Regions from separate parts of the Gossypium hirsutum genome. Here region 2 is linked to region 1. Evidence: chromatin contacts called from public Hi-C data. All regions are on one chromosome and are shown on one strand. Each heading gives the region's core, a stretch centred on a gene start, on an enhancer-like site or on the middle of the called end of the contact. The rest is flanking DNA. Distances are from core to core; before and after follow the strand shown. Region 1 holds the start of LOC107887115 (probable LRR receptor-like serine/threonine-protein kinase At1g14390). Region 2 holds the start of LOC107887116 (transcription factor MYB124).

Region 1 (5,780 bases), core at 1,412-3,911:
TACGGAGTTGAAGTCAACTCATTTGGAGCAGAGACAACTTGGTCATAGGAGGGAAAAATGTATGATCGTTTCGTTAAAAATAGGTTTTTTTTATGTAGGTTTTGAAAAGTTTGACACTATGTTCGTGAAAATCAGACCCGGGTTAGTTTTGATTAGGCAGTGCATAAGTCGATGGTTAGAAGTCTTCCAGCTTCTAAGCACATATTCGACTCAATTAATTCTTTACATAGTTCAAGATAGGCCCGTGGCGGGCTTTGACAAAGATGGCGTTATGGAAATATGAGTCAAGGTGGAGATTTGTTGAGTATGCCTCATATTTTAATCAAATTTGAGAGATAATCTCCTAGTTAAACTCTGATTATTTGTTTCAGTCAAACTCTGATTAGTATAGATTATTTTATTATTATTTGACTTATGAATTTAGCCTATAAATAAGCTCTTTTACAACATTAGAAAATATACCCATTAAAGATTAGATATCATAACACTTTTGGAGAGTTTTGTGTTTACGTTTTGAGGGTTTTTTGTTTACAGGTTTTGGGCTTTAGTGTTTTATCTACATCTTTTGTACTCTTTGTTCTTTTGCCATTATAGTAAAATTATTTTTGCCTGTGGTTTTTTATCCTCTTTGGATGGGTTTTTCCACATTAAATTTGTGTGTTCAATTTCTCAATTTCTTTCGCTATTTTTTACTTATTCGTTGCTTAATCGGGTCGATTCCCAACATATATACTTGCAACAGTTCATACCATTTCAAACTACGTTTAACTCCATTACAAGCTTTAGATATTTAACCAAGTTCTAATATTAACCATTAACCATAAGTGCATAGACGCATAACTTTATATTCCAAATTTGACTCAACCTAGGTACATGGCTTGTAAACAACAAAAGAGACTTATACAAACATTATCGAGTTCGGGATTTTGACTAGATGCTGAAGTTGATGCTCGAGATCTCATTTGAGACCTAACTTGTGCATGAAAAAATAAATTGCACGCTGCATGATAAAACTCAATAATCTTTCTATAAATCAAATCAGTATAACATAATTGTTATCAAATACAAATAATCAATTCAAGTCTATTATTCAACTAATTCGTATACCAAATTGTAACATAGACTTAGTGATCAATTCATTTGCTTATTTCATATCACCATTTATAAGCATATGTTCCTATATATATATTCACATTCATTGATTTATATATTTATTTTCATCTCATCAATTTAATCATTTTTGAGTTTATTGACTCGTAAATACTCAATCACCCCCAGGGGCTCATTTCTAGCCAATTTACATGGTCTTTCACATGCTATTGAATATCACAATTCATATGTGAGCAATTATATCAAATCTATTCATATTTCATTTCAATCTACCATATAGCCTAGTCAAATTATGTTTATATAATCCTATTGACTTTACTTGGATTTCAAGACGGATATACAAATTAACCAACTGGCATCTGAATCTAGCATTGTACTATATTATCGAATAAATCGAAAGAAATTTATTGGCACACACTGTGCATCGTTGGACAAGCCAAAGCAATTATACTGTACATCATCGGATAAATCAAAAAAAATATATTGGCACATACTATGCATCATCGGACAAGTCAAAACAATTATACTAACATGCGTAGTACATATTGGATAAACCTAAGTAATTCTGATGGCACCTAGAGAAAAAAATATACTGGCATACAATCGGATCTTTATTACCAAAAAAACTAAAAAAAGAAAAAAAGTCAGATATTGGATACTTAGTCTTTCTATGTTCTGGAATACTGCTATTAAGAAAGTAAATAACATGAATAAAATTTATGGAAAAAAACTTTTTTCCTTCTATATAAATGATAGGATCCCATCAATAAAGTAGGACTTACCTTCCCTCTTCTTAATCTAGATTAAAAAAAAAAAGCATCTTCTCCAAGGCATTCCATGTGCATCTTTATTCCTTGCTATATAAAACCGCCCTTCCCCTATTACATAATTACTACATTACCATGCTTCAACTAGCCCCATTGCTTCATAAATCTTGAATATGCGCATATAATATCAAACGTATATTTACACACAGTTCTCAATATTTTATAAAAAAACATAATAATCAAGGAAGGCAGCTAAGCATTGAACAAAAGAAAAAGCAGAAGAAAGGCAGGTAAGCTAAGAACAAAAAAACAGGATGGATAATTGGATACCATTCCCTCAAAAAAGAATAATATAATAAGTTAAGGGATTTGGTAAAACTAATACATCATTAAAATCCGTGTTTGAAAAATTGACAACTTTTCACCTTTATTTTAATCATCTCACCGACAAAACGGCATTGGTGACACAGGAAAACGGCCAAACCGGGGGGGGGGGGCCATTCCCGTCATTTTCCCCTCACACTTCCACCGGCGGGCTCCTTATATAGCACTGCTTTTAGTTATGGGATACTGATGTAAAGACACTATTTTGGTAACTTACACACGTGATTCAACCTTGCTTTTTGTGCTGTTTTATTGACTTATTTAGCTACTATTAATTAAATTTTTATTAAAATTAAAAATATTTAAAATAAAATTTGAAAATAACAAAAAATTGAAAAATATTTAATAAATGTTAACTAAGGGATATATAAATATTTTAATATTTACGCACTGTACATCACTTTCCGGTCCTCAAAGTTCTAGCGTAACATGAAGCCGAGGTTGCCGCAAACGGAAGTGTTTGAACTGAGAGCCAAAAGTTGACTTTAACTCCAATTTAATATGATAGATCTTGTATCGTAGTATCAGGATTTCCAGGCAGTATCATTGCATGGTCTACTTAATTGCCAATATTTATTTATTCTAGTGAAGTTCCCAGTTCCCACCTTAGATTTTTGATTCTGATTTTCAAGTTGACTGAACCATTTTCTTTCTTTCGTTCTTTAAATTCACCTTCTCATCTACTTTGTAAATAAATGCGTTTTCCAACAAATTTAAGTGTAGTAAAGTAAAAGTAGCAGCTTTATCCTATAACCTTTAATAAGTAGTGAGCTAAACCCAGATCAGATATTTGTCTTTTTTAGATGAAAACTTCATTTATTGGGTGCTGCTGGGCCTCTATGCGCTAAAAGGATGTGTGCATTATGCTACTGAATGCATCAAGTTAATGTGATTGCTCCCTTTCCCAGAAATGTTTTCTCCTTCTTCTACTCCTACTTTTTAAGGTTTATCTTCCCTTCTTTTTCTTTTTGAGTTCAACAGGAATGGAGACTTCCAGGGTGGGTTTCAGTTTATTGCTTTGTACAATATTCATGGTTGTTCCAGTTTCAATAGGTCAGCTTACTTCAACCGAAACCAGGCTTCTTTTCCAAGTTCAAAAGCTTCTTGAATACCCTGAGGTACTTCAAGGATGGACAAAGTGGACCAACTTCTGTTATCTCCCTCATTCTCCTTCTCTCAAGATTGTGTGTGCAAACAGTCGCGTGACGGAGATAACCATCGTTGGAAACAGGAGCTCTCCAGCGAATGTTGTACCAGGTTCTGGACCACAGGGTTTGTCCGGCAAGTTTTCCATGGATTCATTATTCACTGTCCTCACCAAGTTTTCTAGTTTGAGAGTATTGTCCCTGGTGTCCCTGGGGTTATGGGGTCCCTTGCCTCCCAAGATCAACAGGTTTCATTCACTCCAAGCTCTCAACATGACCTCTAATTTCATCTCCGGCAGGATTCCTAAGCAGATTGCATCGTTCCAGAATCTAACAAGTCTGGTTTTGGCTGATAATCTGTTCAATGGGAGCGTTCCAGATCTTACAGGCTTACCACTCCTTAAAGTTGTGAATTTGGGTGGCAACCTCCTTGGACCTCAGTTTCCTTCATTGAGCCAAAGTCTTGTAAGTATCACGTTGAGCAACAACTCATTTAGATCCCAGATCCCTTCAGGACTGAAGAAATTCAATCAGCTCCAGAGGCTGGACATCTCTTCTAATAGACTTGTGGGACCACTCCCATCGTTTCTATTCTCCTTGGCTTCAATTCAGTATCTTAATTTGGCCCAGAACCAATTAAGCGGAGCCCTTGCTTCCACTACAGGTTGTAGTAACAACCTCTCCTTTGTAGATATCTCAAACAACCTTTTGATAGGGAAACTCCCTTCATGCATCGGATCAAACTCCAGAAACAAAACAGTCATTAGTTCATGGAATTGTCTGTCTACTGGGAATTCAAATCGCCAACATCCTTATTCATTTTGCAACAAAGAAGCATTGGCTGTTAAGCCCGTGGAAAGCAAGGAGCAGGAGGAGCCTGGGATCAACTTGGGTCTAATACTCGGTATCATTGGAGGCGTTGTTGCCATTGCAGGAGCTATTGCTTTGTTGATGTTTGTGATTATTCGAAGATCACGAACAACTGAAGACGCAAATTATGATGAAAGATCCATTGTAGACAAAATGTCTGTTCGTAGCTCTCCCAAACCACCCATTGATTCAAGTAAGACCATCTGATTTTGTAAATACTGTCATCATTAATTCAATTTCGACCTACCAAAATTTGGTTTCTTTCCTACACCACAGGGCGAGTTCCACAGACAATGAGATCAGCTGCAATTGGGCTTCCACGATATCGCGTTTTCAGCTTGGAAGAAATTGAAGATGCAACCAACAACTTTAACCCATCAAATTTTATGGGGGAAGGATCTCAAGGGCAGGTAAATACATTTTGTGTTAAATTGTCATTAATCCCTAGAGATATACGTTCAAGATGAATAGTGGTTACTTTTGATTGATGTATGCAACAGCTCTATAAAGGTTGGCTTGTAGATGGGTCACTGGTGGTGGTAAAATGTTTGAAACTAAAGCAGAAGCATGCACCTCAAAATCTGATACAACACATGGAAGTTTTGTCCAAGCTGAGGCATCGTCATTTGGTTAGCGTTCTGGGACACTGTATTGTAACTTACCAGGATCATCCTAATGTTGCCACTACTGTGTTCGTTGTTTTCGAGCACATTTCCAACGGATCATTGCGGGAACATCTTACTGGTAAACCTAAACCCCTTAAATAATTTAAAGGAACAGGGCAAAAGGATATTAATGTTATTTACTCGTTGATTTGACTTTGGGAATTGGCAGATTGGAAAAAGAAGGAGATACTGAAATGGCCACAGAGAATGGCAATCACCATTGGAGCTGCAAGAGGAGTTCAATTCCTGCATACAGGAATTTCGCCTGGGATTTACGGAAACGATTTAAAGATTGATAATATTTTGTTGGATGAGACTCTTACACCCAAAATTAGTAATTACAACATCCCATTGCCACTTAAGGTATAGGAAACACAAAGCAGATTTACATTTCATTTACACTTTTTGCTTTTCCAAAATTTAATCTGTTCCTTGGTTTTCATTGATGAAATTACAGACGGGTTCGGAAAGCCCCCTCTCAAATCGCCTTAGCAGGTAGGTAATGTCTTTCACCCACCTTCAATTTCCATTGACACAATGCTCTAACTCAAACCATTCCTGCAGTGATGAAAATGCTGAGAAGGAAGACATTTATCAACTGGGAGTTCTGCTGCTACAGGTTATTACCGGTAAATTGGTCACATTTTCAAATGAATTGGATGGGCTTAAACTTGAGGTATGCAAGTTTATAGGTTCTACTTCTCCACCCAAATTTAAACCAAACAGTATAGGCTGAATTAAATTTCCAATGTTGTGGTTGCAGCTGGAAAAGTGCTTATCTGAAGGGCCATCGAAGTTAAGAGGTGTGATTGATCCCTCAATACGAGGCACTTTTGCAG
Region 2 (5,729 bases), core at 3,050-5,549, 150 kb before region 1:
TATTCATGACACATGGTAGTCTTTCAATACGTCACATGGCAGATATAAATTTTATAAAATAGAAAAAAACTTTAAAAATATATAAATTAATAAAAATATATAACTTTTTTCATATTAAAAATAAATTCGAAAAAAAATTAAACTCTTTTTTATTAATTTATTATTTTTAAAATTTATGCTCATCACATGGATGTCACATGTCATCATCATATTGGTTATCAATGTCACGTTAACACAAATTAACGGAATTAGTGCAGAGATACCAACTTAAGTAATGGAATATAAATTCAAGTATCAATTAGATGAAAAAAATTCAAATACCAATTAAATACTTTTAAAGAGAAAATAAATTACACTATAACAATTTCATTTTCTAACTTGGAAATTTAGAAATGTGGTATCTTATGTGTAATATTTCTGCTTCGAATCGTCCATATATATATATAAATATATAAAGATAAACATAAACCAACTTAAGAGGCAAGAGGAAGTATGTAGCTTGAATCGATACCTCCTTTTTGGCGGGAGATTTCGCTATCAAGAAAGAGACCGATGAAAATGGCATTTGTCTTTGGGCAGTGCTGGGCTCCCACCCAATACATCAATTATTTTAAAGGCTTCAAGTTAGATAAGATGGCTCGTTCCACACATCTTCAAAATCCACATGTCATTCGATTTATCGTGGAATAGGTGCTTTATATAAGATAACATTAACACACTGGTTGTTAGTTTCTAGTATTCCAATAGGCTTTGAAGGTAGCCTGTTGGGTACACATATATGGTTATATACTTTGGGAGTTCATTAATTAATTAGTATGAAATGTCAATAATAAGAGACTGGCCGGCTAAGGTGAAGCCCCACACGGTTTATTTATTTAGTGTTAGTATATTTCAACTTAATCAATCTCAAATTTTAACCAATACAGTTGAATATAGTTAGGTTTGGGTCACTTCATCCTGAAAGTTTTTAGCGACTTTGATTTTGATCTATGTTCATGCATCATGTGTGTGGAAGTGGAAAATCATGTTTTTCCTCCTACACATCCAACCAATGTCGGGTACGTTCAAACTAAGTATAAATATGTATACATTCAGATTTCGCTCAATAAAATTTCACTCTAATCTTTTCTATAATTAATTACTTAGAAAAATATATAATCCGATAAATTTGATGTACATTATCTATATGAACTATGCATGAAATAAAGAAGTGATAAACGGGCAAGTTTGAGCGTGCCCAAATTGAATTGTCTTTAGATTCGAAAAAACTCGGGCTCAAATTTTTTGTGGATTCAAATTTATTAGGGTTTAAATTTTTTTGGACTTGAGCCATTTTGGGATTTGAATTTTCGAATTCAGATTTTCTCAAATTCTCTCAGGTCTAGTCAGGTGGGTTTAAACAAATTTAAATAATTATGATGTTTTATAATTTTATTTGAATGTAATAATTAATTTTATTTTTACATGATGATATCACAATACAAATTCATTTTATGTAAAACAAAAAATTTATATAGATGCTTTATTTTATTAGAAATATTGTATATAACATAACTAAAAATGCTTTTTTTATTGTATGTTTATGATTATATAATATATAAGAATTTTAAAAACATAATTAATATTATTATATAATATGTATATGAATTTGTATGTGATATTTTTTTTTGTTTATTTTTATTGTAGGTAATTTTTATTATTATATGGTATCCATATAAAATTTTATTATTTGAATTATTATCTCAAGTTTGGAAAAAGAAAAAAAAAGGTTTTTTATTATTTATTTTATTATTAAATTTACATTTGAATAATTATAGTTATTATTACATCTTGAATATTGAAAAATATTTATTATATTTAGGCTTAACGGTAAAAAAATAAAAATAAATCAATTAAGCTGTTAACATGCACTCAATTGAGTCCTCAATGACAAAAAAATTCAACTAGACCCTTTTGTTAATAGAAATCGTCATTGATCAATTTGACTACGCGGTTAAAAAAACCTAAAATCCTAAAAGTTATAAAAATATACTAAAAATGTATATCTAGTTAGAACCTAGACAAATAAACTTAAGTTTATTTGAATCTAGACACCTATTTATTTCCTTCTTTTTAGATGTAATTCAAAATATTATAAAAATTATAAATTGTTATAAAAAATATAATAATAATAATAATAATTGATCATTAATAAAAAAATACTAACAAACTATAAAAATTGTAAAATATAAATAAAATATATCTAAATTTTGTACGTGTCATGTGCCCTTATATACCCATTTTGTCTTAGAGTGAGTTTGGATGGACGGTGCGTTTACCTGCGGTTAGTGTAAAAATAATGGTGGCGGTGAGATTAGATACTGTAGTGATACTATAGCGTGAGACAAAAAGTAAACTAAACGCACCGCTGCCCCAAACCCACCCTTAGTATACAATTTTTGGAACCGAGAAAGGATTGTATGAAACAATGACGCCACGTCATCTATATCCCTTTCCAATAGTTTTATGCCACATCAGTATTCTTATCCTGAATTTCAGGATTTTATCCTGAATTTTAGTATTTTAATCTGGATTTGATTTTTTTCAGGATAAAATCCTGAAATTCAGGATAAGAGTACTGATGTGGCATAAACTATTAGAAAGAGATACAGATGACGTGGTGTCACTGTTTCATACAATCCTTTCCCTTTTGGAACCTACCAAAAATGAAACCAAAGGTGATATTATTTGATTAGTTTTTGAATTCAAGTTGGTATTCATCAAAATCTCTCAAATTAACAAGAAATTTTAATTTAAGAGATTTTTTTTGGGTTCATTTTTCAAACTATTATGGGTACAACAAGTACATATAATATGGATTTTCATTAACTAAAAGTTTAAGAAATTCAGTAGGTGAGTTTGTTTAGGCTTAATTTGATTTTCATAACATTAAATTAATTTATTATATCATCATATTTTTATATAATTACTAACTTTGAGTATTTATTATACACATATAATAATTGCATTAAAAATTATTGTATATCCATAATTAATGTTTTCAAAATTTATTTTAATTTATAATTTAGTGTTATTATTTATAAAATTTTAATATAATTATATTTATATAATATTTAAAATATATATTTTCATAAATTCGAGTTTTAGGTTGGATCTATCTCGGATTTGGATTTCCTCGAATTCTAATCGTTATAAGCTTGAATTGGCATAGGTGAATTTTTGGGCTCAGGTCTGTTTTGCCCGCTTTAATAAAAGATGATAATTGAATTGTTAAAATATAAAAAAAATTACGAAAGAATGTAAAACTAATTTTTTTTAAAAAGTGATATAAATGCATTAAGATGTCCAAAATCATGAGTTAAAAAATTTAAAGTTGGTATTTGTAATAAATAAAATAATAATAGAATATTCAAGGTAAAAATGTTGAATTTGGAATATATATTGTCATTTTCTTCTTTAGAAAAGACAAACAATGTTTGTGTTGGATCATTAAATATCCAAACCAATAACCAAAAGAGAAGTTTCCTATTTTGATTTGGTATTTTTCCCTCTAAAAATCTAAATGGAATTCATAAGCTTCACATGAACAAACAACCAAACAAATGGAAAGTGAGAAAATCCGAATGAATACGAAAGCAAAAGCATCCCATTTTTAAGAACAAAAAATAACACTAACAAAATGCCATAAAAAAGAACTTGTTGCGTCAGAAAATTAAGCCAAAAACAATAATAAAAAGCCCCAATTCCAATGATGCAAGCAATTCACGTGGGTTGCACTGCCCAATGAAAACCATCAACGTTGACTGATACACAGGCATTACATCCAATCAACACACGCGTTTCTCTCACGTGAATATGTTGCGCCTGGGGCTTGTTTTGAATTTTGAAAACTAAAATTCACCCTCCAAAATAAGAAAACCGATAGATTTAAATGGAAAATATATATATAAAAAAGAAGAAGAGCTGTGATGTGAAGAAATACGAAGGTTCATCAGTTTTTATGTCCGCTAAAATCATTATAGTTCAGGGAAAAAAAAGAAAAGAAAATGGATAAATTATTAAATTTATAAAAATAAGAAAATAGTAAAAATAGGGTTTGCTTTAGGAGCTGAGTGGGGTAAGTGTCCAGGGCATTCATTGAAGACACAACACAACAGCGTCATGAAATTCGGCGTTATTTATTTATTTATTTAATTTTCTTTTTCTTTTAATATTTTCAAACTCTTCTTCATACCCGCGCACTAAAGCAAGAATCCGTTGATTTAAATTAATATTTTTTAGCTCTTATTTTCCATTCTTTGAAATCAACAAAATAAATCCTAAAAAACCCCTTGCAAGAAAGAGAGTATTTTTCCAAAAAGTTTCTTTCTTTATTTGAAAGAAAAAAGCCCAAAATATATATTCTTTCAGATTCATCATTCCATCACTCTTCCATTTCCCTTCTCTTTAAAGTTTTAATTCTTTTTATCCATTATAGATCTACCCTTTTCGATTCTACGTATATACATGTACATTTGAATCACAAAGCTCAAGCTTTTATTGACCATATAATTGGTGGAGACGTTGTGATTCTATTTTCTAAGTATAAACAGGAAAAAGAAAGGGTTAGCATCCGAGGAATAACGGAGTAGAAGGGGGAAACAAAGCATAGAGTTATTGAGAGTAATAAGGATTCCGTTTGAACCCAACAGTGAGTTTTGTAGTAAAAAAGATAAAAGAGAGGGAAGTGGAAGCATTGGTTCCCTTTTTCATGGTTTTTTTTTTATAATAAAGGGTTGGCTTTTTGAGGATGCCACTTGGGTTTTAATAAAAGGGAAGGGAGCGTCAAGGAAGGCCAGCAACTAAGAGCGACAGAGATTAGAGTAAAGAAGAAAAAGAATATGCAGGAAACAAAGAACAAGAATGGTGGCAATGAAGATTCCAAGAAGAAGGAGCGTCACATAGTGACGTGGGCTCAAGAGGTTTTCTTTTCTTTTTTAAAATAATTTTCTTCTTTGGTTCCCTCTGTTTTGTTTATTATTTGATTGATTGATTCTTTGTTTTGGGGGGTTCTTATTAATTTGATATTGGGGGGGGGTGTTTGCAGGAAGATGATATACTTCGAGAACAAATCAGTTTACATGGAACTCAAAAGTGAGCCTTTTATTCATTCATTCGTTCATTTGAAGGGTTTGTTTGTTATTTTTTAATGATGGATGAAATTGAATGGATTTGTGTTGGTTTAAATGTTTGAGTGCAGCTGGGCGATCATTGCCTCTAAATTCAAGGATAAAACCACAAGGCAGTGCAGAAGAAGGTTGGTGAAACCATGATGAGTCCAAAAGTTTGATCACTTTCAGTCTTGTTTGACTTTTTAATCTAATGTCTTTTTTTGTCACAACAAACACACAGATGGTACACATACTTGAATTCTGATTTCAAGAAAGGAGGATGGTCACCAGAGGAAGATATGCTTTTATGTGAGGTAATTAAATAAGTTTAAAACCTCCATTTCCATTCAAGTTAAATGGGGTCAGTGTTACTTTAATAAAACTTGAAATGAATTTTTCAAGAACTTATCTTCTGATGATTTATTTGGAGGAAATGTTACTTTCATTGATCAGTTGTATCAGGCTATTGCATGTTACTGGTACAGTAGGTTTTGAGTTTTCCAAACAGGAAAAACAAATATATAGAGAGGTAGGCCAGACCTTAAACTAATTGACACAGTTTTGGTCTTTCAAAAGTAG

The links. A called contact is a pair of places that touch in the nucleus more often than the background predicts.
Region 2: a contact with region 1 is called in a Hi-C map of hypocotyl, with 3 times the contacts expected there. The contact joins the promoter of LOC107887116 here to the promoter of LOC107887115 in region 1. A contact is called at or near these places in 2 of 34 Hi-C or Micro-C datasets (hypocotyl and leaf).

Annotation. Positions count from the first base shown.
Region 1 is chrA03:57,193,977-57,199,756 of Gossypium_hirsutum_v2.1, reverse strand. It overlaps LOC107887115 (probable LRR receptor-like serine/threonine-protein kinase At1g14390), which reads left to right and starts at 2,661. Exons shown (of 7, transcript XM_016811260.2): 1 at 2,661-4,469; 2 at 4,553-4,686; 3 at 4,777-5,020; 4 at 5,111-5,304; 5 at 5,399-5,436; 6 at 5,506-5,617; 7 at 5,705-5,780. The coding sequence starts at 3,245.
Region 2 is chrA03:57,341,904-57,347,632 of Gossypium_hirsutum_v2.1, reverse strand. LOC107887116 (transcription factor MYB124) reads left to right here and starts at 4,299. Exons shown (of 12, transcript XM_041096261.1): 1 at 4,299-4,961; 2 at 5,087-5,133; 3 at 5,240-5,296; 4 at 5,392-5,464. The coding sequence starts at 4,881.